Regions from separate parts of the Zea mays genome. Here regions 1, 2, 3 and 4 are each linked to region 5. A link is a contact called in public Hi-C data. All regions are on one chromosome and are shown on one strand. Each heading gives the region's core, a stretch centred on a gene start, on an enhancer-like site or on the middle of the called end of the contact. The rest is flanking DNA. Distances are from core to core; before and after follow the strand shown.

Region 1 (4,954 bases), core at 1,017-3,516, 340 kb before region 5:
TCTCTCACGCTCGACTCCGGCCACCTCGCCTCTCCCCCCTTCGCGCTCGCCCACGCGCTCGACCCATCTGGGCTGGGGCACGCAGCACACTCACTCGTCGGCTTAGGGACCCCCCTGTCTCGAAACGCCGACACCATTACGTCCTTTAAAACTGACTAAAATGACTAAATAACTGAAGCCTCAAATACAAAGCATCTTCATTCAATCACATCTTGAGTCACCACTGTGCAGGCAAGTCAAGAAAAAATAATAAAATGGACCACACATGGATACTCATCGATCCAGTGTTGTTTGAGTTGGTACCTGCTTGTGCTTGAGCTGGAAACCTCAGGGTTGAAAAATAACACATTACCATCAGAGCTACGAACCATCAGATGTAATTATAATTTGGTCATGTGCATGTTTAGGATGTTAAAACAACATACACCATGGTGAAGGATTTCACAAAATTGGTAGACAAAGGAGCATCAAATAGATGCCACCATGTTAGACAAATTCCACAGCATCAAGTACATTTCATCCTTACAAATATATGAGCCAACTCCATTCACAAACTCATGTATTTCACCATCCACTTCAATCACACTCCGTCCAATATCCTTTCTCATTCCCTCATCACTCATCAATTTCCTAATCCTCAAAACATCACCCCACATTCCTTCATCAGCATAGATATTTGACAGAAGGACATAGACTCCAGAATCATCAGCTCCAAGATCTGCAAGACGTTCCACTGATAACTCAGCCAGCTCAACACAACTGTGGCTTCGACAGGCAGCAAGAAGAGATCCCCACAATTCTGGAGTTGGTTCCATGGGCATTGTCTCTATAGCATGCCTGGCCTGATCCAAACGGCCAGCACGACCAAGTAGATCAACCAATGCACCATAATGTTCTACCTTGGGATCTATCCCAAAATCCTTTTTCATTCTGTGAAATATCTCTAAACCCTCTGAGACCAACCCAGCATGTGTGCAAGCAGTCAGCATGCCAAGTACACTAAGATCATCCACTGCAACACTTTCAGCCTCCATTCGATGGAACAGCGTGACAGCATCCAGACCAAAACCATGAGTTCCAAGTCCAACAATCATCACATTCCAAGTGACTACACTCCGCTCGGCCATGCTTTCAAAGATCAACATGGCAAGATCCAAGCACCCACATTTCACGTACATATCTATCAAAGCTGTTTGCACCACAACATCAGACAGCAGCTTCTTCTTTTCCAAGTAAGAGTGAAGCCATCTTCCTTGCTCCAAAGCGCCCAGCTGAGCACAAGCACTGACAGCTCCCACGGCAGCGATCCTATCAGGCCTTAAGCCACACCGTAGCATACTCTGAAAATACTCCAAAGCCTCCTTTGCCTCTCCACAACTGACATGCCCATCAATGACAATGCTCCACGAGATCACATTCCGCTCCGGCATTTCCTCGAACAGTGACCTCGCCTCATCCATCCTACCATGCCTGGCATAACCATCGATCATTGAGTTCCAGCACACCAAATCCCTCTCAGGCATTTGATCAAACAACTCGCGTGCACGGTCCACACCAGCACCGCCTTGCTTCCCATACCCGTCGATCAAGGTCGCCCACGAGAACGTGTCCTTCTGCGGCATTTCGTCAAACATCTCCTGCGCGAGCCCCATCTCCCCGCACCCAACGTACCCAGCGACCATGGAGTTCCACGAGACGAGATCCCGCGAAACGCCGCCTGCCTCGTCGAACACCTTCCTGCCCGAGCGGATGTCCAGGATCCTACAGTAGAAGCTGATGAGCGCGTTCACCGTGAAGAGGTCCGCGGCCAGCCCCCTCCTCACGGCCTCGGCGTGAACTAGGAGTCCGGCCCTGCAGCCAGGCGCGCAGCCGCAGGCCTTGAGGACCGCGGGGAACGTGTAGGCGTCGGGCCGCACGCCGCAACGGCGCATCCGCGCGAAGTAGAGCAGCGCGGCGCGGGGGCGCGCCGGGGCATGGAGGCGGATGGCTGTGTTCCAGGCGAATGGGTCGCGGGCGGCGGGCAGCGGGAGTCGCGCGAAGACGACGTCCGCGAGCGCGGCGGCGCTGGGGACGGACGCGAGGGCGAGGAGGAGGTGGTTGGAGAGGCGCAGCGGGGACGCGGCGAGGTGGCCCGAGGTGAGGAGGAGGGCGTGGCACTGGAGCGCGTGGGAGGCGGACCTGCACGCACGGAGGCGGGAGAGGAGCGTTGGCAGTGCAACGGCGGGACAGGGAGGCCGCATCGATCAGCCTCAGACATGACCGTTCCAGACGAAGCCAAAGTGTAGCCGTGTAGGAGCCTAGGAGAAGAGCAGGAGACGAATCAGACGATGAGTGAGTGAGTGACTTCCACAGCCGAACCGAAGCCCGAGGGATTCTTTGGTGGGCTAGCTATTGATGGGCCTTAACGAGCCCGTTTCTACCGCGGCTTGGGTATAGCACCGACGATCGGTATCAAAGAACGAGCGCCGTGCTTGAGCGGAGCGCGGCTTCTTTTTAGTCCCACCTCGGTGGCTTTGACCGCTCATTGCCGGAGAAAGGCTAAGAAGTGTAGTCTATTCTTAGCAGTTTAATATCTGATATTTGATATGTAGACTATGTGTTCACTTTGATATTAAATTTATTTTTTATTTATATGGGAGAGGATCCATTACAGTAGCTACATTGCACTACTATCTGAGCCTGTACCCCAACCAACTCAATGAAATTAAAAAATAAAATTTCTTGTCAATTTGAAACAAACCTTAAAATCTAATCTAAATCACTTTGGAAAGTGTCGCTGGCGTACCCCAACCAACTCGAAATGAAATTTAAAATTAAAATTACTTGCCAATTTGAAACAAAACTTAAAATCTAAATAACTTTGGAAAGCGTCGTTGTAAGTGCACTACTGGGCCAGCCCTTGAACCCCAACCAAACCAATTCCTAAATCTTTATCGACTTTAGGCTGTCTCCAGCAATAACCACTAAATTTAGCTAGATGGTCTGGTACGCTAAATTGCGGACGAGGACATGCGCAATGCGTCCAACAACATTCGTTATATGGCGCGCGCTAAATTTTAGCGCTCGTGACATGCGTGATGGGTCCAACAACATTCGGTATATGGCGCGCGCTAAATTTTAGCGCTCGTTCGGGAGACGCCAAACGTAGAGGCTGTCGAGCGTCCGCTACACGTCGACCGTTCCTCTCTCCCGCGCTATTGAAGTATCCGCTTTCTCTCCGTGATAGGCACCGTGCTACCGCCCCGGCCCCGCCAGAGACGTTCGGCCTCGCTGTGCTGGTTTCCGCCGGCCAAGGCGAGGTCCTCAACGGCAGCGTCGTGAGGGCCGCCGTCGCCGCCGGGCCGTCATGATCTTTGCCATGACCTTCGCGAACGCCATCTTGCTCGGCCGGGCAAGATGTGCAGCCGTAGCTACCAATGGCGTCCTCCTAACATCCTCCGCCATGGGCGGGGGCTATAATAGCCACCGCTCGGCTCTGTACCTGCGGGGAGAGAGAACTGCTGATAGTCGCCTAGAGGGGGGTGAATAGGGCGAAACTGAAATTTACAAATATAAACACAACTACAAGCCGGGTTAGCGTTAGAAATATAAACGAGTCCGCAAGAGAGGGCGCAAAACAAATCACAAGCGAATAATGAAGTGTGTGACACGCGGATTTGTTTTACCGAGGTTCGGTTCTTTCAAACCTACTCCCCGTTGAGGAGGCCACAAAGGCCGGGTCTCTTTCAACCCTTCCCTCTCTCAAACGGTCCCTCGGACCGAGTGAGCTTCTCTTCTCAAATCAAAGCCGGGAACAAAACTTCCCCGCAAGGGCCACCACACAATTGGTGCCTCTTGCCTTGATTACAATGGAGTTGTGATCTCAAGAACAAGTGAGAAAGAAAAGAAGCAATCCAAGCGCAAGAGCTCAAATGAACACGGCAAATCACTCTCACTAGTCGCTAAGGCTTTGTGTGGAATTGGAGAGGATTTGATCTCTTTAGTGTGTCTAGAATTGAATGCTAGAGCTCTTGTAGTAGTTGAGAAGTGGAAAACTTGGATGCCATGAATGGTGGGGTGGTTGGGGTATTTATAGCCCCAACCACCAAACTTGACCGTTGGCTGGAGGCGTCTGCTCGATGGCGCACCGGACAGTCCGGTGCACACCGGACAGTCCGGTGCACACCGGACAGTCCGGTGCCCCTGCCACGTCATCACTGCCGTTGGATTCTGACCGTTGGAGCTTCTGACTTGTGGGCCCGCCTGGGTGTCCGGTGCACACCGGACATGTACTGTTTGATGTCCGGTGCACCAGTATGGGCGTGCCTGACGTCTGCGCGCGCTGCGCGCGCATTAAATGCACCGCAGGGAGCCGTTGGCGCCGCAGGGAGCCGTTGCTTCGCTGGCACACCGGACAGTCCGGTGCACACCGGACAGTCCGGTGAATTTTAGCGGAGCGGCTGCCGCGCGAACCCGAGGCTGGCGAGTTCCGGAGATCGCGCTTCCTTGGAGCACCGGACATGTCCGGTGCACACCGGACAGTCCGGTGAATTATAGCGCGCCGGCTTCCGAGAATTCCCGAGGGCGAAGAGTTTGAGTTGGTGTCCTCTGGGCACACCGGACAGTCCGGTGCCTCCAGCCAGAGGTGCCTTCGGTTACCTCATTGCTCCTTTGTTGAATCCAACACATGGTCTTTTTATTGACTGAATGTGAACCTTTACACCTGTATACTCTATACACTGGGGCAAACTAGTTAGTCCGATTATTTGTGTTGGGCAATTCAACCACCAAAATTATTTGGGAACTAGGTGTAAGCCTAATTCCCTTTCAATCTCCCCCTTTTTGGTGATTGATGCCAACACAAACCAAAGCAAATATAGAAGTGCATAATTGAACTAATTTGCATAATGTAAGTGTAAAGGTTGCTTGAATTGAGCCAATAAAACTACTTACAAGATATGCATGGAATGTTTCT
Region 2 (4,911 bases), core at 2,380-4,879, 310 kb after region 5:
CCACAACCTGAAATTCGCTCTCACGTGGAGTCGAACTCAAGACCTGAGGAGTGCTACTCAGACCACCTAACCAACTCGGCTAAGAGCATCTCCAACAATGTCTCAAACTAGTGCCTCAAATTGAAATATAGGGCTCTACACAAGAAAAATCACTCCAACAGTGTCTCAATTCAACAAATTTTGTCAAAAAACTATAGGGCACCTTCTCAAGTGCCTCAAATATACTACACCGTAGTGGGCTGCCCTATAATCTAGATTTAGGGCTTTACTGTTGGAGCGAAGTGTTTTGTTGGTGCCCTAAATTCTATAAAATTTACTTATTTTTAAATTATAAAGCATTTTTATAGGTCACGTTGTTGGAGATGCTCTAAAGGCCCTTTCGCGTCAACCAAGAAAAAGACATTTCCAAAAGTAAAACTTCATCTCCAAAAGTAAAACTTCTAACACACTGCACCAAATTTATGTCAATCCTAAATACCTACTCTGATAATTGATGTAAGAACAGGTTTCAGTGTCACAAACTATATATATTAGAGAAAATGCATTGCCTGATATACAATTTGCACGCAGTCAAATAAGCATGGGAAAAAAGTTTGAATCAGTACAGACATCCGCTCCCTGTTCCTCTAGGGAATCTCTAGGAAAAAAGATAACGTGATTGCTTTATAATTGTAAAAATTACACTGCATTAATGTACCAAATGAACTTACAGTATATGAATTCCAGCTCTGCATTTGAACAAGGCCCTGAGGTACAATCATCGGCGCATAATTTGAAGGACTTTGCCACCTAGGGCTTGGTATAAAAGAAGCTCGTGGAAAAGCCCAGCTTGGCATAGTTCCAGTATAGGACTGCGGACCAGCACTCGCAGAGGAATGTACAGAGGTATAAATAGGAGAACCACGTGACGAAGGCACCACATTGAAAAGTTCCGGATGGTGGAATTTACAAGTATTTGCATATTTACAGTGTCCTGTTTTTAAATAATATGCACACTCCTTTTCATTCTACAGAAGCAAAGTGGACTTCTTTTCAGCAAAACAAACAGACATATGTAGAAGAGGAGATATAAATGGCAACGGAAGACAAACCGGGCGGAGTGGATATCCTGATGTGTTTAGCTGCACCCTCCCTGCAATTCCAGCCTTTTCCCTGGGATGGTGAAATTTGCATGTAGGGCCAAACTTGCATGTTCCAGTCTTCAGATAATACTACAGGAAAAAAGATCAGTAATTTTCAGCTTCAATACTTGCACAGCATGACATATAAGCTAAAGCACTCAATGGATTGTGTGATCAAAGATGTAGATCTGGTGAAATGTCAAGACTAACAGAAATAGCCAGATGTCTAATGTAAGAGTACAATTACGAACAAGATTGTCCTTCAGGAATCTGAAGACAATAGTTCAGAGTTCTTTTCTACCTGTGGGCATGTGTTCACCAATATGCCTACTACATCTCTAGAACCTTGCATTCTTTGCAAAAACTACAAGAATATGCTATCTGCATTGATATTCTTGTCTCTACTTTTTATTATTCAAACTATAATTGAAAGTGTATGGGTCATATAAGCAATTTCTTAAAATCATCGTACAGGAACCAAAGCACTTCAACCAAAAAAAGACATTTCCAAAAGTAAAACTTCTATGGCTCGTGTTTCTGAAGGACAGAAGAGTCAGTTATAATAGTTACCTGACACTCTGGCTGTCCCGCTCTCTCAGGATATTCTCCCTTCATTCTGGCAGAGGCAATAGCCTAAAATTAAACAGATTCAACCTAACTTGAGAACAAAAAATGGGATATGAAGTAAAAAAAACGAGTACTCAAATAAAGACATAAATTTGCATAGAAGCACCAACCAATGTAAAGCATCACTAAAGAACACAAATATCACAGCTCACAAGGGTAACAAAAAAAATCGAACTATGGGATAAACAGCTGCCTCTGTTCTATTAACTTTGCTAATGTGGAGTTGGGTGTTGGGCTATTGTCGCAGACTAGCCAATAAGTCATTGCCACAAACAGTAGTTCATAAACTATGCTTCAAAGATCATATGACCATTTAAAATTAAAATATTAAAGAAACGGGCAGCACCAGGTCACGTGGGACAAATCACAGAGAGTTTGCCAATAATAGAACGGATATGAAGATGGGGCACAAGGCAAAATAATCATATTGACAACACTGCAGGCCTAAAAACAGATTTTTCGGGATTATTTTTACAAATTGTGTTATCTGCAACAGAACACACATACTAGCAGGTTAACAGAGACTTCGAACTGACAAACACCTTAGACAAAATATTATCATCATCCTACTGGAACCAATATCTTTGTATGTTTTCCTGTGGGAAAAGGGTTAAATACCAATAGTGATCATATAGACACATCATCACATATTTTCTTTTCAAACATTGCTTCTTGCATTTTGTTCCTTGATGCAACTGAAACACATCAGAAAGGGAAATGCCTTTGGTTCGAGGATAAATATTCTTCCAACCGCATATGGTCCATAACAATGCTGCTAATGTACATAACAACAATGACATTGGATAATGGAAAAAACATCTGGTGATTCAAAGCAATACGACAAATAATCACAGTTTGGAAAGGCGGGGATATTCACCAGATTCCTATCCGGAGGATGATTGAATCGGCAGCTCATGCCAAATCGACACAATCCAGTCCTGAGATAGTAAGTGCAGTCGGGTTCACCTGGTCGCTCAGGATATGACCCAGGTTGCATAGTGGCACCGCTGTCCATGGCCATTTGTTGCCACATCCCCTCTGCAATCAACATTGCACATACACTTACTTACTACTTTACTTAATTATAAACCACTATAATTTATAACAAACTAATATCAACAATGTGCAGTGTGAAATTTTCACTTTAGGTCTCTTTGAGAAATGAAATCACCCACATTTCGCACCGAAGGTATTCATGCAACGAATAACAAAATCATCAACACTTAGCTACGGTTATAACAAAATCCTAACGAAGCATCCGCTGAATCTAGACTATACGCTAGAAAGGTAGAAACCTTCTAAACTAATAACAGCCTCGCGGTGTAGCCCAATCCAGTGTCACGGCAAAAAAAAAACAATGGGCCCAATTTCACGACGACGTGAAGATCACCAAACCATGATACGTATAACACAAGAGGAATCGGGATTAACAACCCATGGTTCACAAATAGAGTACTCCAGGCGCAGCCAGTGATTCCACGGAAGAAAGGAAAAAAAACGTAAAAACAGAGCACCTGGGTGAACTTTAACCTACACGGGAAATTGAGCACCGAACCCCCAATTCCCCCCAACCGCGACACGAGCTGAAGCGCGAGCGGAGAGAGAAGCGTAATCCCTAACCTTCATAGAGCGCGTCGGGGTCGGGGGAGGACCTGTCGACGGCAGCAGTGGCTGAGGGTTGGGGAGGGGCGGGCGCGGCGGTGGCGGAGGCGGAGGCGGAGGCGGTCACCGCCACGGGAGCGTGTGGTGGTGGCCTTCCGGCGTCGTCCATCGGCGGAGCGCGGCGGTGTGTGCGTCCATCACGCGATCACGGAGGCGGGAGGAGCTGCTGCTGCCGCCGCCATCCGGCCCGGAGCTCCGGCGAGAGAGGGGAGCAGCGAGTGATCGGTGTGGAGGAATAGAATAAGGGAGAGGGGGGCCATGCCCCCTCGTCGTATATTTATTATTTCTCTCTCCTCTTTCGACGATGCGGTTTGCTACGTGCACTCGCGCGTTTAGCCGCGCCTGCTCCTCCTCCTGGCCTGGTGTTCGATCTAAAAAAATCGAGCACGGAAAATGAAAGGTAAAGAAACACTGGTCGGTCACCTATACTTTATACTTCCGATAAAGAAGTACAAACTTAGGAAAAACAAAGTACAGAAACTTGCTGGTACGAGTATCAATTCTATTAAGTACTAACTCTGTTCATTCGTCTTATTCAAAATATTTATATTCACAATATGATACTATTGACTTTTTTCGAAAACTTTAATCACTCATTTTATTTAAAAATGTAAGAAATTAAATCAAGCACAAACACCTTAAATGATAAAACAAATCAAAAAAAAGTAAATGATAACTCATTATTTCTTGAATAATATGAGTGGTCAAAGTTTTTAAAAAAATCAATAGTATCATATATTTATGAACGAAGGGAATAGTATACTATGCTAGTCCTCTAGAATTTTAGACATTTTCAATTTTCATAGACGAACATATATTTTTTTGTGCATATTCAAGTTTGTACTCATCAAACATGTCTATAGTGAAAATTGAATACCATAGCCATTAGGAAGGTACTGGTGTGTCCGGTGCAGTGAGTTGTTGCCTGGACTGTGTTAAGTGGGGTGTAACATTTAGTTTCACCGCTAGCGATCTCATTAGACATAGAGTGAACTATTTGCATCCACCACCCTCATTGGAATTAGTTAGGTCATATGAGAATTTAATGCTTGTTACTCTTTGGTAGTCATTAATACCTAAAATGGTGGCTAGATGGCGATCAAAAGTGTGATGATCACATGAAGAGTTTGTAGGTGACCCAACTCGGTATTGTATATGGTTGTGAGCGGTTCATCGTGTCGGAGCGGTGAAGTAGCAGCTCGTAGAAAATATTTGGTTCTTGCGTGGACCAAGAGGGATCGATCAAACAAGGATTAGCAGAGAGTGCCAAGTCTCCAGAGGAGTCCGATAATCCTTTGTTTACTATACATATTTACATTGAAGCGGTTCAATTGAAGCCTTTTCATTTGGAATTGAAAATTAGCTAGAGTGCAAAACTCTTTATCACGTCATTAATCACTTGAGTGGAGTTTGGCCTTGTGTTTAGAATTTAATTTGTGCAAGAAAGCCTAACTCACTCATGTATCAAATATTTTGACCATTTCACAATGGTACCCTTGCA
Region 3 (4,755 bases), core at 2,061-4,560, 490 kb before region 5:
TTCTATATGAAATTTGTTAATGTGTTGTAAAAATTTGAAGCCTACAGTATTAACTTGAACAATATATTTAGACTTTAAAATTTAAAGTTGACTTATTGACATGATTCTCCACTGATCGCCTGCTCGGCTGGTTATTGCATATTTGCAGGAGGCTTTAATTTCTATGCTAAAAGATAGAAGATTATACACGTTAAAAGCAGAAAGTTATATGTAGGAGGAAAGAACTACATCTCTTGATTCTGTTGTGTTTGGGATTGCACCCCCAACTTTAGTAGTGATGTGAGCATCTCCAAAAGAAGGAAATACAAATTTTCCCCAAAAACTGATTATGAAGGCATACTAAATCTTTTTCATGGTGTATACAAAGTATAATTCCAGCAGTTCTCGCAAAAAAGAACGCTCAAACGAAACTGGGCTACTGTTTAAAAATTCCAGATGTTGTTGCTGGCCTAGTTGGCCTCTACCGTTGGTCCAATTATGCATGTGGATGGACATATTTATTTTTGCTGCTCACCAGGTTTTGCGCGCTCTCTAGGTTTCGAGGATCCACCGACGCAATCTCGGTGGGAACTCACCAGGTTTCACGCGCTCACATGATTGGGGAAGTTTTTATCCTCGCGTGTTTTTCCGGGTCGCGCATAAATGCGGCTCACGAACGGGCCTATGTTGGAGCACGAACCAGCAGAGTTTACCCCCAAAACTGGTTTTGGGGAGTTTTAACATGGTCTCTTGGAGATGCTCCCTGCTATGTAAAGGCTTAGGTGCCATTTGGCTCATGAAATGTAACGTAAATGGTAGTGGTAACGATTTACACTCAAATATCGGCGGTAACAAGTTTCAATAAGGCGGTATCCATTTGTAGCGTGATATCGATTACGGTTGGACTTAACAAACACGATTTAACGTTATTGGTAACACATTATGTTACCAACATGTGAACAAAACGGCACCTTAGGGTTATGTTGTCTAATCTCAACTACCATGTAAATCATTCTTATGTACATCTCTATATATATAGATGAGTACAACCCTCATGAGAATATTGTTTTTTGCCACTTTTAACATGGTACTAGATCATGATTTTTTTTCCTAATTTACTGTCACACATCCTTTTCTTCCTCCTCCCATATCGGATGTTATTGCTTCTATGTTATGCTCAGCTTGACCAACTAAATCTAATCTCGTCAAAGCTTTCGGAATATATTGGTGGGTCCAATGCTGAATGCCCTCTGAGACAAAGATCGCGGCATCAACGGTCACAAAGGAAGGAGGGGATGAGAGGTATGATCTCCAATATCTTGAATCGAAGCGCTCAGAGTACTTATTTTCGGAATTTACTTATAGGTTTAATCTTTTTTTTTAGCCCAAATCTCACGTTCTCCTCCGGGGCTCACAAAGGAAGGAGGGGATGAGAGAAACGAAAGGTTGTGGCAAGTTTGAACTAGCTCCACATATTATTAATGCCCAGTGACACTATCCTAGTAAAGCGTGAGAGATAAGGAGAGAGAAGAGAAAAGATAAACGGGAACATGGGATGCAGGACCAGGAAAGTTGTCGTACATTGATGACTAGCTTGAATAGGGGTTTACAGACAGGGGTGCCCTTGGTTACAGACAAGCTTGCCTGAACCATTCAACTTGGGCTAACAAGTCTTGCTGAACACATTAGTTAATGAAGGTCCAATTCGTACCTGTGAAAGACAATAAGGCTGAATTTATACATTTTCAGAATCAAACAGCCCTTAGTCAGGCACTGAAGCAACCGTAGGAAAGATGGAATGCAAGCTAGTGTTACATTCAAACGAGTGCAGAAGCAGTAGTAAGTTTCCATTAATCTCATATTAGCGTAGACAACTATACAACTCTCTCCAGAGCACCAAGCAAGCGAACTTTCAAGAAACTTATTAAGCTCTGCATCTCTCACTATCAGGCGATGCAGCCCAAGCCGAGGCACCCTCCAAGCAAATTCCTCAGCAGCTTCTTCTGCAGAACGAAGAACAGGTCATGAGAATAAAATCCTCGCCTAAAATCTCGCTTGAATTTACAGTCCAGCTTTATCGCTCATGGCCTTTGACAAAAGGCCGTCCAAATGCTGTGAAAAAAATGAAGCGCTTAAGCTTCTTTCTTTTTGAAAAAAAGGTCACATCTTTGGCAAATGTAGATGTTCTATCTAATGCTATCCAAACAAAAGCTACTTGCAAAGGGGTCAGCTTAGGCTAGATAAAGGACAGTCACATGACGAGAACTAGACAAAAGGTAAAACCCCACTTAGCTACACGTTGGGTGCATGCAGCGAGAGACGCACTGATCTGAGAGCAAACTAGCTAGGGAGGATTTGATTACAGGGCACTTGCCTTCTTCACCTTGCAGAGAAGCTGCGGGGAGATCTTGTACAGGTCCTCGTCCACAGCTCCCTTGGGCTTCCACTTGTGCTGCTCGCTCACGCAGCGCCTCCTGCGTCCCTTCCTCGCCGCCGGCGGCACAGCGGTTTCTTTCTCCCCCTTCACTCGAACAACGCACTGCACAGGACAGGCATCGGACACAGAATTGTCAGTACCACCTTTGTTAACTAGTGCAGACTGCACGGCACGGAGTATGAAACAGTGCTGGGGAGTTGATGAAAGAAATGGATGCAGTGCTCTTTCACCTTCTTGTAGCCGTAGGGCTTGGCAGGCAACTGGGGCACCTTGAAGAGATCCGCGTCGCCCTTCTCCGCCGGCGCCGCGAAGAAGAAGGCCCCTGCCTGGAAGTACTGGGTGACGGGCATGTCGCCGTCCCACACGTTCCAGTCGCCGAACGCCGGGATCTGCCGCCACTTGCAGTCGTCTTGCGCCTGGCAGAAAACGAAACGAAACTTTTTTTTTACTCCACTGGTGGTGGGCGACTGAACAGTACGACTGAAGAATGCAATACAGTTTCGTGTAATCTTCTTCTCTGGAAGTTTGGAAGCAAAAGAAAAAAAAAACTGTATGTGAATGTAGGACACGTACGTGCTTGTTTGAAAAGAAAACAAACACTGTTACGGCAATACTATATATTTCAGATTCACAGTAGGTAAGATAACTAGTCTACTATGTATATGTAAAACGAGCATGTTCCAACTGTCATGGCTTGTTTCTCTGTTAGCAAGGACATGGCGTATAGTTTAGTTTCGCTGTTGCAAAAAAACAAGAGAAGAAGCCCAACAAAGACACGCATTCTCGGCTCACCTCCATCTCGCTCGCAGTTGCCGAAGAAGGTGCCGAGGTGCGAGAAGAGGCGGAGGAGCAGAGGAAAGAACTGAGCACCAAGCGAGGGCAGTCAAAGCTGGGGTTGGAATTGGGCAGCGGAGCACAGGGGTTCCTCCTCTATACATAGCCGAAAGGCCTGTCCGAAGAGAATGTGGGGGCACACGTACCCGAACTTTTCAGAAAGCCCTCGAGGAAAAGCGAGCGCCCAAAGCAGCAGCTAGCGTTCAATGAGCCGAGCCCGGGCAGGCAGGCAATGAGTATCAATACCCCACCCCAGTCACAAGAGTTTACTCATGCCGCAGCCGTGCCGACTTTTATATTAGATTCTTTTTCCCCAAAAAAGTTTACGTTCACATATTTGATGAGACCATTAGCACTTGTTTGGTTGCATAGAGATAGGAGGGGATTGAAGGTGGTATAATCCTTTACTACTTATTTTGACTTACAAGGAATTATATGCCACTCAATACCCTCCAATCTCCATGCAACAACCAAACAATCCATTAACACGGGTATAACCATGTGGAGAGATGTCGTGATCTATAACACTGAAGTTATACGGTTTAACGCCAGTCACAGTCTACAGTTCGAGCTCCAATTTAAACCGTCTCATCCCGTTTGAGATGGACCTCATTTATTTCTCGTACCACCGACTGACTATGAGGGTCTAGGTTGGAGTCAGGGTCGGAACTGGGGCAGCGATCGATGAGCATATATATAGGCGCGTACTTCTTTCGTCCATAAATGTTGGCCGTTCTTATTTTTCGAGGAGTCAAACATTTTTAACTTTGACCACATTTAGGGGGTGTTTGGTTTGTAGGGACTAATGTTTAGTCCCATCATTTTATTCCATTTTAGACTATAAATTGCCAAATTTAGAAATTAGAATAGAGTTTTAGTTTCTATATTTAGCAATTTTGCAACTAAAATGGAATAAAATGTAGGGACTAAAAATTAGTCCCTATAAACCAAACACCCCCTTATATAAGAAAATAGAATGTTTATAGTACATAATTAGTATCGTTAGATAGATCTTTGAATCTACTTTTATAGTAAAATTTTTCGAAGATATAAATGTTGCTAATATATTTTATAAATCCAGTTAAATTTCAGAAAGTTTGAGCCATACGAATACCGTAGTGACAAATATATGTGGACGGAGAGAGTAGGACGGAGAAGAGAGGAAGAGCAAGCGGCAACCAGAAAACGGAGGCACGGCAATACAGGGTTGAAACATCATCACCAAGACATATGACACGGATCTAGGCATACGTTATTTTTTAAAAAAAAGAGTCAAAATAAAAACAATCGGGCAGCCGTGCATGGTGTGTGCAGGAGGGGCAGGCCTGGCCACCAGCCCTCGCTTTCCGAGTTGCTAGTGTCCATAGCGCTAGCGCAGTGATGATGCTCGTCTTTTCTGTGGTCGCTGCCTGCCCTCAGTCACCTCTGTCTGTCTCTCAAATCTCGGTCTCTCTACCTGTGTCCACTGTCCAGTAACGACTGTAAAGTTGCCGGCTTTTGGCACC
Region 4 (5,285 bases), core at 688-3,187, 360 kb before region 5:
GTCTCGTGAATCGTGACACAATTTTAACTGGGATCTAACGGAATGACAGCAACTAAAACTTTGTATAATAGCAGCGAAGAAAAAAAAGTTAGATAATTTTTAGGAAAGCACTGTAATTTTTGGTAGCATCGAAGGAATTGATCTGTTTTTTTTTTACCATCCGGCCGAATGCTTCCATTGCTGCCAAATACAACTGGTGTGTGCCCAGCACCAGCAGCGCATCATGCGTCGTGACTCGTGAGACACCCGTGCCTATAGGTTGGTTACCACTCAAAAATAGTTTGACCACATTTTTGACTCGGCTACGGCCTCGTGAGTCGTGACCAGTGGTCCGAGACTGAAGCCTGCCCAGTGCTCAGCTCACATCCATCCACCCACAACATGGCGATATCCTCCACCCAAAAGGGAGCTTGTTCCATTAGCGCTCAATAATTCATAGCAAGTCAAAACCCATTAGATCTAGATAGATCAGAAATAACCAAACAAGATCTAAAGGCTTATTCGGTTCGCTCTAATCTATATAGATTAAGTGGGTTTAAATATCAAGCAAGTCAATTTTTTTATTTTTTTCCAATCCTAATCAATACATATGTAATGAGAATAATCGAACAAGTTGTAAAATATAGAGCAAAAATACCACTGTGGCAGATCCAGAGATTCCAACAACTAATGTCCACGAGACATCACCAGACCGTGGATGGTACGGCTCCGAATATGAAATCCAGAATCCAGATGCAGCAGGCCATGCCTTTGGAGGTCACATGAGGAGACGGACATCGTTGTGGACTGGGCAAGAGCTTGGCCATGCAGAGATGCAGGATCCAGAGCTTGCTCTGGCATTGCCTGGTCACGTACCATTACAGGCTCTGAACAGAGTTTCTCTCTTTATTTGTTGGTTCATTGCCTTCTCTCTCTCTCCAACCACCTTCTCTTGCTAAATAAGAAAAAAGATGTACTTCCTCGGTCTCAAAATATAAAGCGTATATATGATTCAGGATGCACGAGAAGAGGGTATTTTGGGGAGGGCGCAAATGCACAGATCCGGAGCGTGTTTTCGGGCGAAGCGGAGCGGGAGCAACATCTTCGACACCGTTTAGGCCTTGTTCGGTTACATGGGATAAAATCCTACCATGGATTTAATCCGTTTATGGATTGGGTGAATCCATACCTCACACCCAATCCTATGGTGGGATTAAATCCATCAACTAATCCATATATCTCTCAAAGCTAGTTATTCTTTTGATCCATAGATTCTAATGTAAACTTGTGCAATATCTTTATGGATTTATTCCATACCTAATGAGCTATGGATAGAATTCATGTCTTTCATTGTTAAAAAAAAATCACAAACCCTTGGGTTATATTCCATGATGGGTTTAACCGAATAAAAAAATTTAAGTAGTCTTGGATTATTTTGGGGCATGGATTGTGACATGGATTTAATTCCAATCCATGCTAATCCAGAGCTGGATTGGTGTAAACGAACAAAGCCTTAGTAAGTGACGCTGTGAAAAAACTGCTCCTGGAGCTGGTCCAAAAGCGACACCAAACGGGTTAACTTCGCTGATTTCTCTTTCAGGGTTTGAGTGAAGATTTGGAGTTGATTTCTATTCATTTTTTGTCCTGGGAAGAGCCATGTCAACTGTCTTCCTTTCCTGCTGTGCAACACTGAAACACCAAACGCCCAAGCTTTGTATTCGGATCTTGTGCCCGTTAACTTCGATTGTCCTGTAAAAAAAAATTCTTACGTTCAAAATGGGATACAGGAAACAAAAACGCAGAAAGGAACACCTATAACAGACAAAGTGACGCTATGGTAATAATTGAAGCAATGCCCCCCGCAGCTAAGTTTCAGACGCATCTGTTATCCCGTGCGTTCGTGCATACGAGAGGGTGGAGCCACCTGGTGCTGGTGGTCTCCGCAGTCCCCACTGCTCCCCCTCCATACTAGTGTCTCTGCATGGTATGGCACAGGGATATGCATATGCAAGGCATGAGCAGAGTCACAGAGCTGCCACACACAAGCCATTGCACCTGTCTCCCAGTTTATATAACCTCTAACACTTGCTTCCTTATGCTGTTTCTCTGAATCCAAATAAAGCACCATCCCCCCCATTTTCTATCCATTGCTCACTTGAACTAGAGGGATGGCTAATGGTTGCTCCACGACTACCACAAGCTCCCTGCTCCTCTTCTTCCTTCTCTCTTACTTGCTCATCGGTCATGCTCTCTGCAGCCAAGGCCACAATGGCAGAACATCAGGTTCTTCCCTTCCTTGTACAAACACCGAGTTGTTTATTTCCTTTCTTTTTCTTGCATGGGACGAGCCGCTTCTTTCTTTTAGCATTTGCTTCCTGTTCACTTCCACTGATTATTTGCTCATTTCAATCTAATTTGTGGTGAAGGTGCTGATTATGTGGTGCAATATCTCCACCAGGAATTACCTGGTAAACATATAGTTTTGCAGGAGACCGTCAAGGTACCCATCTCTCTTTCAGATGTAGCGATGTAGCGTTCTTCAGGGTTCTAAGTTTCAAAGGCTTGCAGTACCTTTTTATTCTTTTACACATGTATTATGACAGGAAAACTTTGGAAGGACAAAATGTCAACCACTTGCCTCCAACATCCATCACTCCTCTAGTATTACTGGAAAAAAACTTTAGAATTGAAACAAGGAATGAAACTAAAGTTTTTTTTCTAAAAAAAAGTGGAATACAACCTTGCAATAGATTAACCCACAAATTGCTCAGTGACCTTAAAGCAAGTATAGTTAGCGTGATATTTTCACATGCCTTGTTATTAGGGTCTAAACAAAGGCATATTGCCAAAGTATGCACGGAGAATGTTGATCGGCTCAATTGCGCCAATATGCACATACAACGAGTGCAGAGGGTGTCGATTCAAGTGTACTGCTGAGCAAGTCCCAGTGGATGCAAATGACCCCATGAACAGTGCTTACCACTACAAGTGTGTTTGCCACAGGTGATCTTCAATGAGTAGGAGGAGCTTCTATGTTATTGTGTGTCCTGGAGAATAGTAGTATTTTCGCCCGTTTTTGGTTCTCCCTCTCCTTTTCTTTCTATTCTTTGTTTTCTCTGTTGAAAAAGGCTTCTTTGTCTCATTTCTATTTTACAAGAGGTTAGCTAGTAGAGGACTGGAGTCTGGAGGAGCATTTTGTACTTTAAAATGCCTAGCTCAGGTTATGGACTAGTAATTTTGTTAGTATAAATGGTTACCAATTTTGACATCTGAAAGTATGAATGGCCAGCCAATTCAAGTGCATAAATAGTACGGTTGACCTATGGCGACAATGCATCAAGTCTATGAAGTATGAACAAACCTCAAAATGTACCAACTGCTTGAACAGCCTTGGAGATCTAGGCTGGATCTTCTGAGCATCATCAGTTCTTATGGTCATTCATGGCACTCCTCTTTTACATAGTAATAGAAATAACAATCACCTGTACAATTGGGAAGTATGTTAAACTACACAAACCCACAGAAGGAAAGGTGACAAGAATGGAGCTCATGCAGAGGGAATGCTATTGTGGCCAGCATTCAATCAAATTAGACCTCATTTTAAAGATTAATTAACTAAAAAGTTGTCAGAGAAAAGATGTCAAACCGTTACCTGCATCTCTGACTAAAGTGAATATGCATAGTTTCATTCATGTTGTACATTATTATCAGCAGCAAACTTCTGGTGCCAAAAAAGCACGCAGTTTGCAAGTATAAGGCACAAATATGTATATATAACTTCTGTGAGAATTCAGGTAAACTGAGCTCTGTGCATGAGTTGCCACTGCAGGGCCACAACTGCAATGTATATTGTGAGCAGGATATCGGAGTTCCTTGCAGAAGAATTTATTGCTTAAAAGGCCACTGATGATGGTAACCAAAATTTGTTCCTGGCTACTGCTAAGTATGCATTTAAAGTCATTTAAACCCTTTGTGGTTCACCCAATACCAAGACAAGTTTTAGAATACATCAATGTACAAGAAGATTCATCGAAGCCTTGAGATACAGAGGCCCAACAAATAGTCAGTTATTCATCAAAGGCATCCAGAGGGCTGTGTTTGGACTTGGGAGAATGTGTTGATTTAAAAAGTCGCTTACCCATATCTTTCAGCACTATAAGTACACCCTCACTGAGATGTCATAGGTCACGCAAAAGATGACCCGCACATTAAAAGGTCAGTTATATTTCAGATTAATAATTTCAAAACATAAAACAAGAATTTAGCTTGAGTAAATCACACTACGATGACTCATCAGTCATAACATGTGATGATAGCAATGTGCTACATACTATGACTGTAGCTCAAGACTTGCAGATATCCTAAAAAAAGGGCAACAGGACAGAAAAAAATAGAATACACTGTTATTCTGAGGGACACAATCACACAACAGAGGGGATGCATTCTTCTAGACGGCAAAAAAAATCTGACATGTAGCCACTGTTTTCAAGTCGTCTGAAATCGCGATTAGTCACGAACTCACGATTAATCGTCCAAGTCGGTTTGGACCAATCGTGATTAATCGCCCAAGTTTAGTCGGCCCTAGTCGGTCAGTCAGAACGACTAGCAAATCGTCCGACTTGAAAACATTGATGTAGCGGCCCAGAACCCAGTACTATTAGGCAATAGAATGAGATCTCACCGTTTGTCTTAAATAAACAAGAATAGGTCATACTAGCTCCCTATCAGGTGGCCCTGAATCTAAGAGACTCACATGGATGTATGTCAGAGGATCCATATCGATCTGTTTTATTTTACATACGACGCCTACATCAAGCCATAATTGAGTCTCATGCACCAAGGTTGATGTCAACACAGCATCGAACCCATTGTCCAGCAGCACCTATGTAGCTTGATAGTGTTCATCATTGTTAACTCTGTTGGGATATAATATTAAATTATAAGCTTGAGCATGCTTCTGTACAAGTAGCAAAGAGGACGAACTGTTTCGATGTCTCACTCGTGCCAAATCACACTACTCATGCTGATGGTCAGGTAGTCAGGACTATATGCTTAAAACAGACTGGTAACTTAGAAAGCAGTTACTTTTCAGTTTTGAAGCCAAAGAACTAAAACTAGGCATATTTCAGAGTCCCAAATTATCAACTATTGTTCCTAATATCAGCGATTTTTCATTTTGTAATCAGCAAACAACAACACAGCTACAAAATGACATGCAGAAATACATAAGTAAGAAGCAACATACAATATTGAAATCTTCATTCTGAAATCTGAACTTCATCTATCTTCATTCTGATGAGGTGATG
Region 5 (4,936 bases), core at 551-3,050:
AGTGAATTCAAACGGGTCACCTCTGTCATAGCTAGAATCGAAAACTGATCCATCAGTGAGTGTCCCCTGCAGCATATCAAGCCTTTCAGCTAAATAACAAAGAGAGTTAAAAAGAGGAAAGAGACACTGCAGGTAAAGTATCGACGAGGAGTGCTTTTTAATCGAACATGAAAAAGGCAAAACCATATATGAGACAAGATATTATGAATCTATAAAGATCATACTCCCAAGCAAATAGCACAGTTCTTTTGCGTGACTATATTAACTGTGTGAGTTAAGGCATATCTATAGCACCCATGAGCAAATCCCTTACAGGGCTACATCACTGAACAAAAAAAAAGTCAATGTGGAAAATAGAGCAAGGCTAAAAAAGCATACAGATCAGGTACTTACACGATAGTGAACCTTAATTTTGTCTCCTTTGTGTGCTTGCAGCGTACATGACTCAGGCTTGTACTGAAAGGAAGACAAGCAAGAGAAAAATCAATGCCACACAGAACAAAAGGATACCTCCTTTCAAAATGTAATAACAAGAAAACCACAGCCTGTTCTCATTGTTTCATTGTACGGTAATTGTGTAACAATAAGCAGAAGCTGATGACATGCAGTTCTCCACTATCACAATCCCTAACTAACACGTTGGATTGTAACCAAATATTATATTTCTCACTATCATGATCCAATGATTCTTAGTTTTCTGTTTGAACTTTGAACTTTGAGGCATTGTTTGGGTACTCTAGTATTCACCCCTAATTTACACCCTAATCCACCTCAACAAATGTGGATTGGGGTGAATACTAGAGTACCCAAACAAGGCCTGAAGGGGAAGCGATAACCCATAACAGAGGGTATATATATCCTTTGGAGAAGGCCCTAAACAGACAACTTCAGCAGCATTACAATGGTTATCCCTTAAGAGGACCAACTGTGACCGGAGGCCATCAACCATCACCCAGCGTGGTCTAGAATCTTGATATAAGGTACTAGTCCGATAAAGTTCTTTTCCAGAGGTAGCAATATGCAGGGAGACCATCTTTAACACAGGCTAGCCGAGGAAATTTTAGATTAGACCTCTTCTAGATTGACTGTTTGAGCATCGACTACATGAATTTGACTAGCAGAACAGTACCACAATCGTTTCCTGTATTCATCTTTGAGTGACACATATAAAATTCAAGTGAAACTCATTCGATGACTCAAGAATGTTGCGTTAAAGGGGAAGAAAAGGCTACAGATTTTGCAGTCGCAGATCCGTGTGTAGCTCGATATACTAGAATCATCGAAGCCGACCCCTTTCTGAGTTTGAACTCTGCCATCCTTTACTAAGAGATTTCAACTGACGCCCACGAAATGGGAGTCTACAGACTTTTTCGAAGGCACTAATTCACAAAATATTTTTTGCTAAATGAAGAAACCGGCGAATCCAAGATCCGCCAGAATCCGCGAAGACAGCAAACAATTAAACTGGCGAGGAGAGTTGACCGCGGTTACGGAGCACAGACCTTGACGCCGATCTGAAGCTCGGTGACGTCGCCGGACTTCTTGGCCGACGCTGCATACAAATCACAAGCAATGGTTTCAAAAGGAGAGCACGTCAAGGCAAACGGGAAGGAGCAAGGCTGTGAGGGGCGGACGGCTCTGACAAGGCGATCGAGTTTAGAGGTAAAGACCCTGCGTCACCTGTCAGGAGGATGGCCGCGGCGGCGACGGCGGCCACGAGGCAGATCAGCTGCCGCATCTTCCCCATCGCGCTCTCTCCTGCTCGACACAGTCGCTCGCTGGAACCTTCGAGACTTCGACTTCACCAGTGCCGTCCAACAGACGACCGTACGTATTTTGGGTTGGAACCGCTTCTCTGTGGGCTCCTGGCCCTGCCGCATTGTAAGGCCCATTTTTGATAGGGTTGGAGACGTCCACTTTCTTGCTGGGCTGCAAACTTCTCCATGGCCTGAGACTGAGAGGCTGCGACATTGTGAAGGAATGGATACGATTGTTTAGCACGAGTAGGTACGCGGGCGGGATCAACGTATATTTAGTTTAGGAGAGTCGGGTCATGTATCTATTCTATTATTATTTTTGGTAGAATCGCCACATTCTTCATACCTATAATAATTAGGGTTAATTATGATTATGTCTTTCTCTTATCTTACAATTATGATTTTATCCATCATTTTCCAACTTTGTGATTCTACCCCTGTGTTTTGAAAACGAAGTTGTCATTTACCCTAACACTATTAGTGAATATCAGAATGAGTGATTAAAAAATAAAAGGTTAAAATCATGATTACATAATCACAATTAATCCTGAAAATTTTAATATTTTTTTAGGATTAATTGTGATTATACATTTCTGTCACCTTGCAATTGTGATTGGTGGTAGCTGCGCGGAGGATGAAGCAGCCCCGTCGCTTAGGAGGGCTAAAATGGGCGACCGCACAGGGCCCCTATTTTTTGGAGGCCTCCATTTCACGTATATGTATTGTATACTAGCAGCTCAGTCAGCCCATATCCCATCCGATTCTAACTAGTCTAGCCTCTCTCGGTTGGTGGCTTCCATAGGAAGGCAAAGAAACACGCGGCCGCGTACCTGCCCCTTTGGCTTCCATCGCAAAACATCCCTGTCGCCCTGCCATCACCAGCGGCAGCGCCGACATCGCCGTTGAAGAGAATCACCGGCAGCAACGTGTACAGGCTACAGCATCATCACCCTGTCTCCCGCGTGAAGCCAAGTCCAAGTTGCTTTGCTCTGAATTAACTAGCAAGCACGCCAGGCAAGTTCTTTCAACTTTTTTAATCGGCTCTATGCTCTCAGCCTTCAACATGATATATTTGATCCAATCTACACAAGAATCATTTAGGGTAACTATATTGCTTAGATGAGACCCCTGAAGATACTTTTATTGCTTCACAATCTGCACAAGAATCATTTAGGGTAACTTATTTTCTTGCTATTGTTGATCAAGCGATCACGTCACTGACTAGAAGATTTGGGGGCTGTTTGGACAGGCACCTACGGCGCCGCACCACGCCTAAGGTGTGGCGGCCGATTCGGGCGCCACACCCGCGGCGTTTGAAGTGTGACGCGGTGTGGCGGCCGATTCGGGCGCCACACCCGCGGCGTTCGAAGTGTGACGCGGTGTGGCGCCCGGGGCAGGCTTCCAAACAGGCCTTTGAACAATACCAGGGGTATGAAAAGACTTTTGGTTTCTTGTTTACTTCATATAAGTTGCGCTCTTTGGATGATAAGAGATTATTTTCTTGTTCTATGAATCTTGAGGCTACACTCAAAAGTGGAGAACATTCAGATATTGAAGGAAAAGAATTGTTTGTGGAGTTAAAACTCATCCGAGATTTAATTAAGGAATCTATGGGCCCTCTTGACATTTTGAAGCATGTGAAACATTTAGGGTGTTTTCCAATATTGTTATTGCATACCGAATTTTGTTAACAGTTCCTGTAACCGTTGCATCTGCGGAAAGAGTTTTTCTAAACTCAAGTTGGTCAAAACCTATTTGCATTCTACCATGACACAAGAAATACTAGAAATTGAAAGTGATCTGTTGGAGCAGATTAAGTACGAAGATCTAATCGAAGATTTTACCTCAAGAAATACTAGAAGGATTTTTGAAAGGGAAATGTGCCCTTGGGCAATTTCTATTATGTTTTGGTGATTAAGTACACAAACACATTTAATTAGGTTCTTATGTGCTAAATGAAGAGAGAAGTGCAAATCATATTACAAGGTACGTTTCTAGACTTAGTACATTGTTTCGAGTACTAACATATTTTGTCTAAGTACTAGAAACAGGAAGAAAAGAAACCAAAAAGACTTGGCTCGGTGCAGCCAAAACTTAGCTCAGTCTGGCACACCAGACTGTCCGATGGTGTAGGCTGGTCTCCGGTGAACAGGCCGCTCTCGAGAAAAGTTTGGCGGCGTACGACTATAATTTACCGGACTGTCCGGTGAGCCAATGGTCACCAGCGCAACGGTCGGCCGCGCAATTCGCGCGCGACGCGTGGCCCGCGCCAACGGTCGGCAGGGGGCACCGGACTGTCCGGTGCGCCAACCAGCCCGGAGCTGCAACGGTCGTCTGCACCAGAAAAGGAAGGAGATCGGCACCGGACCGTTTATAGTGACTGTCCGGTGCGCCACTCGACAGAAGACAAGGATAACCTTCCTTGTTGATCTTCAACGGCTCCTAGCTGCCTTGGGGCTATAAAAGGGACCCCTAGGCGCATGGAGGAGCTACCTAAGCATTCACTAAGCATCCTAAGACTCCAAGATTCCAACTTCACGCATTTGATTCTTTGTGTTTGCATTTTGAGCTCCATTTGAGTTGTGAACTCCGTGTGTTGCATTTCAAGCTCAAGTCGTGACTTGTGTGTGTGGTTGTGCTGCGTATTTTAGTCTTGTGTGTGTTGCTCTTCCCAACCTTACTCTTGTGCGTTCTTTGTGATCAATCTTGTAAGGGCGAGAGGCTCCAACTTGTGGAGATTCCTCGCAAATGGGAAGAAGACTATAAGCAAGAAAGTCGTGGTATTCAAGTTGATCATTGGAACACTTGAAAGGGGTTGAGTGCAACCCTCGTCCATTGGGACGCCACAACATGGAAGTAGGCAAGTGTTACTTGGCTGAACCACGGGATAAAATCGCATGTCTCTTGTGTTGCTCCTCTCTATGATTATTTGTGTTTGTAAGAGCTCGTTTCAAACTACTTAGCCATACTAACACTTATAACTAAGTTTTGTGGCTATTAGTATTTGATTTTTACAGGATCACCTATTCACCCCCCTCTAGGTGCTCTCAATTGGTATCGGAGCCGTTCTCTTCACGTAAGGGACTAATCGCCCGAAGAGATGGATCCTAAGGGAAAGGGGATGGTGGTCAATGACAAGGAGAAGGAGTCCTTCCTCAATGAGCCTAGAGACGACAAGC

What was found. A called contact is a pair of places that touch in the nucleus more often than the background predicts.
Region 1: a contact with region 5 is called in a Hi-C map of bundle sheath, with 3 times the contacts expected there. The contact joins the promoter of LOC100193045 here to the promoter of LOC100285758 in region 5. A contact is called at or near these places in 2 of 25 Hi-C or Micro-C datasets (bundle sheath and leaf).
Region 2: a Hi-C map of ear shows a contact between it and region 5, with 1.7 times the contacts expected there. The contact joins the promoter of LOC100194377 here to the promoter of LOC100285758 in region 5. A contact is called at or near these places in 2 of 25 Hi-C or Micro-C datasets (ear and tassel).
Region 3: a contact with region 5 is called in a Hi-C map of endosperm, with 3 times the contacts expected there. The contact joins the promoter of LOC100191186 here to the promoter of LOC100285758 in region 5. A contact is called at or near these places in 4 of 25 Hi-C or Micro-C datasets (ear, endosperm, leaf mesophyll and 1 more).
Region 4: a contact with region 5 is called in a Hi-C map of tassel, with 5 times the contacts expected there. The contact joins the promoter of LOC103650856 here to the promoter of LOC100285758 in region 5. A contact is called at or near these places in 2 of 25 Hi-C or Micro-C datasets (ear and tassel).

What each region holds. Positions count from the first base shown.
Region 1 is chr3:164,481,561-164,486,514 of Zm-B73-REFERENCE-NAM-5.0, reverse strand. It overlaps LOC100193045, which reads right to left and starts at 2,266. Exons shown (of 1, transcript NM_001138213.1): 1 at 452-2,266. The coding sequence starts at 2,240. The coding sequence ends at 468.
Region 2 is chr3:163,835,398-163,840,308 of Zm-B73-REFERENCE-NAM-5.0, reverse strand. LOC100194377 reads right to left here and starts at 3,629. Exons shown (of 7, transcript NM_001139411.1): 1 at 3,369-3,629; 2 at 2,626-2,786; 3 at 1,692-1,754; 4 at 1,092-1,211; 5 at 711-1,007. The coding sequence starts at 3,519.
Region 3 is chr3:164,629,909-164,634,663 of Zm-B73-REFERENCE-NAM-5.0, reverse strand. LOC100191186 reads right to left here and starts at 3,310. Exons shown (of 4, transcript NM_001196816.1): 1 at 3,209-3,310; 2 at 2,647-2,832; 3 at 2,354-2,518; 4 at 1,705-1,982. The coding sequence starts at 3,214. The coding sequence ends at 1,926.
Region 4 is chr3:164,498,261-164,503,545 of Zm-B73-REFERENCE-NAM-5.0, reverse strand. It overlaps LOC103650856 (EPIDERMAL PATTERNING FACTOR-like protein 9), which reads left to right and starts at 1,937. Exons shown (of 3, transcript XM_008676450.4): 1 at 1,937-2,262; 2 at 2,406-2,479; 3 at 2,804-3,286. The coding sequence starts at 2,148. The coding sequence ends at 2,986. It also overlaps a transcript of LOC100193045 not described here.
Region 5 is chr3:164,139,477-164,144,412 of Zm-B73-REFERENCE-NAM-5.0, reverse strand. LOC100285758 reads right to left here and starts at 1,800. Exons shown (of 6, transcript NM_001158648.2): 1 at 1,681-1,800; 2 at 1,503-1,552; 3 at 394-456; 4 at 1-66. The coding sequence starts at 1,747.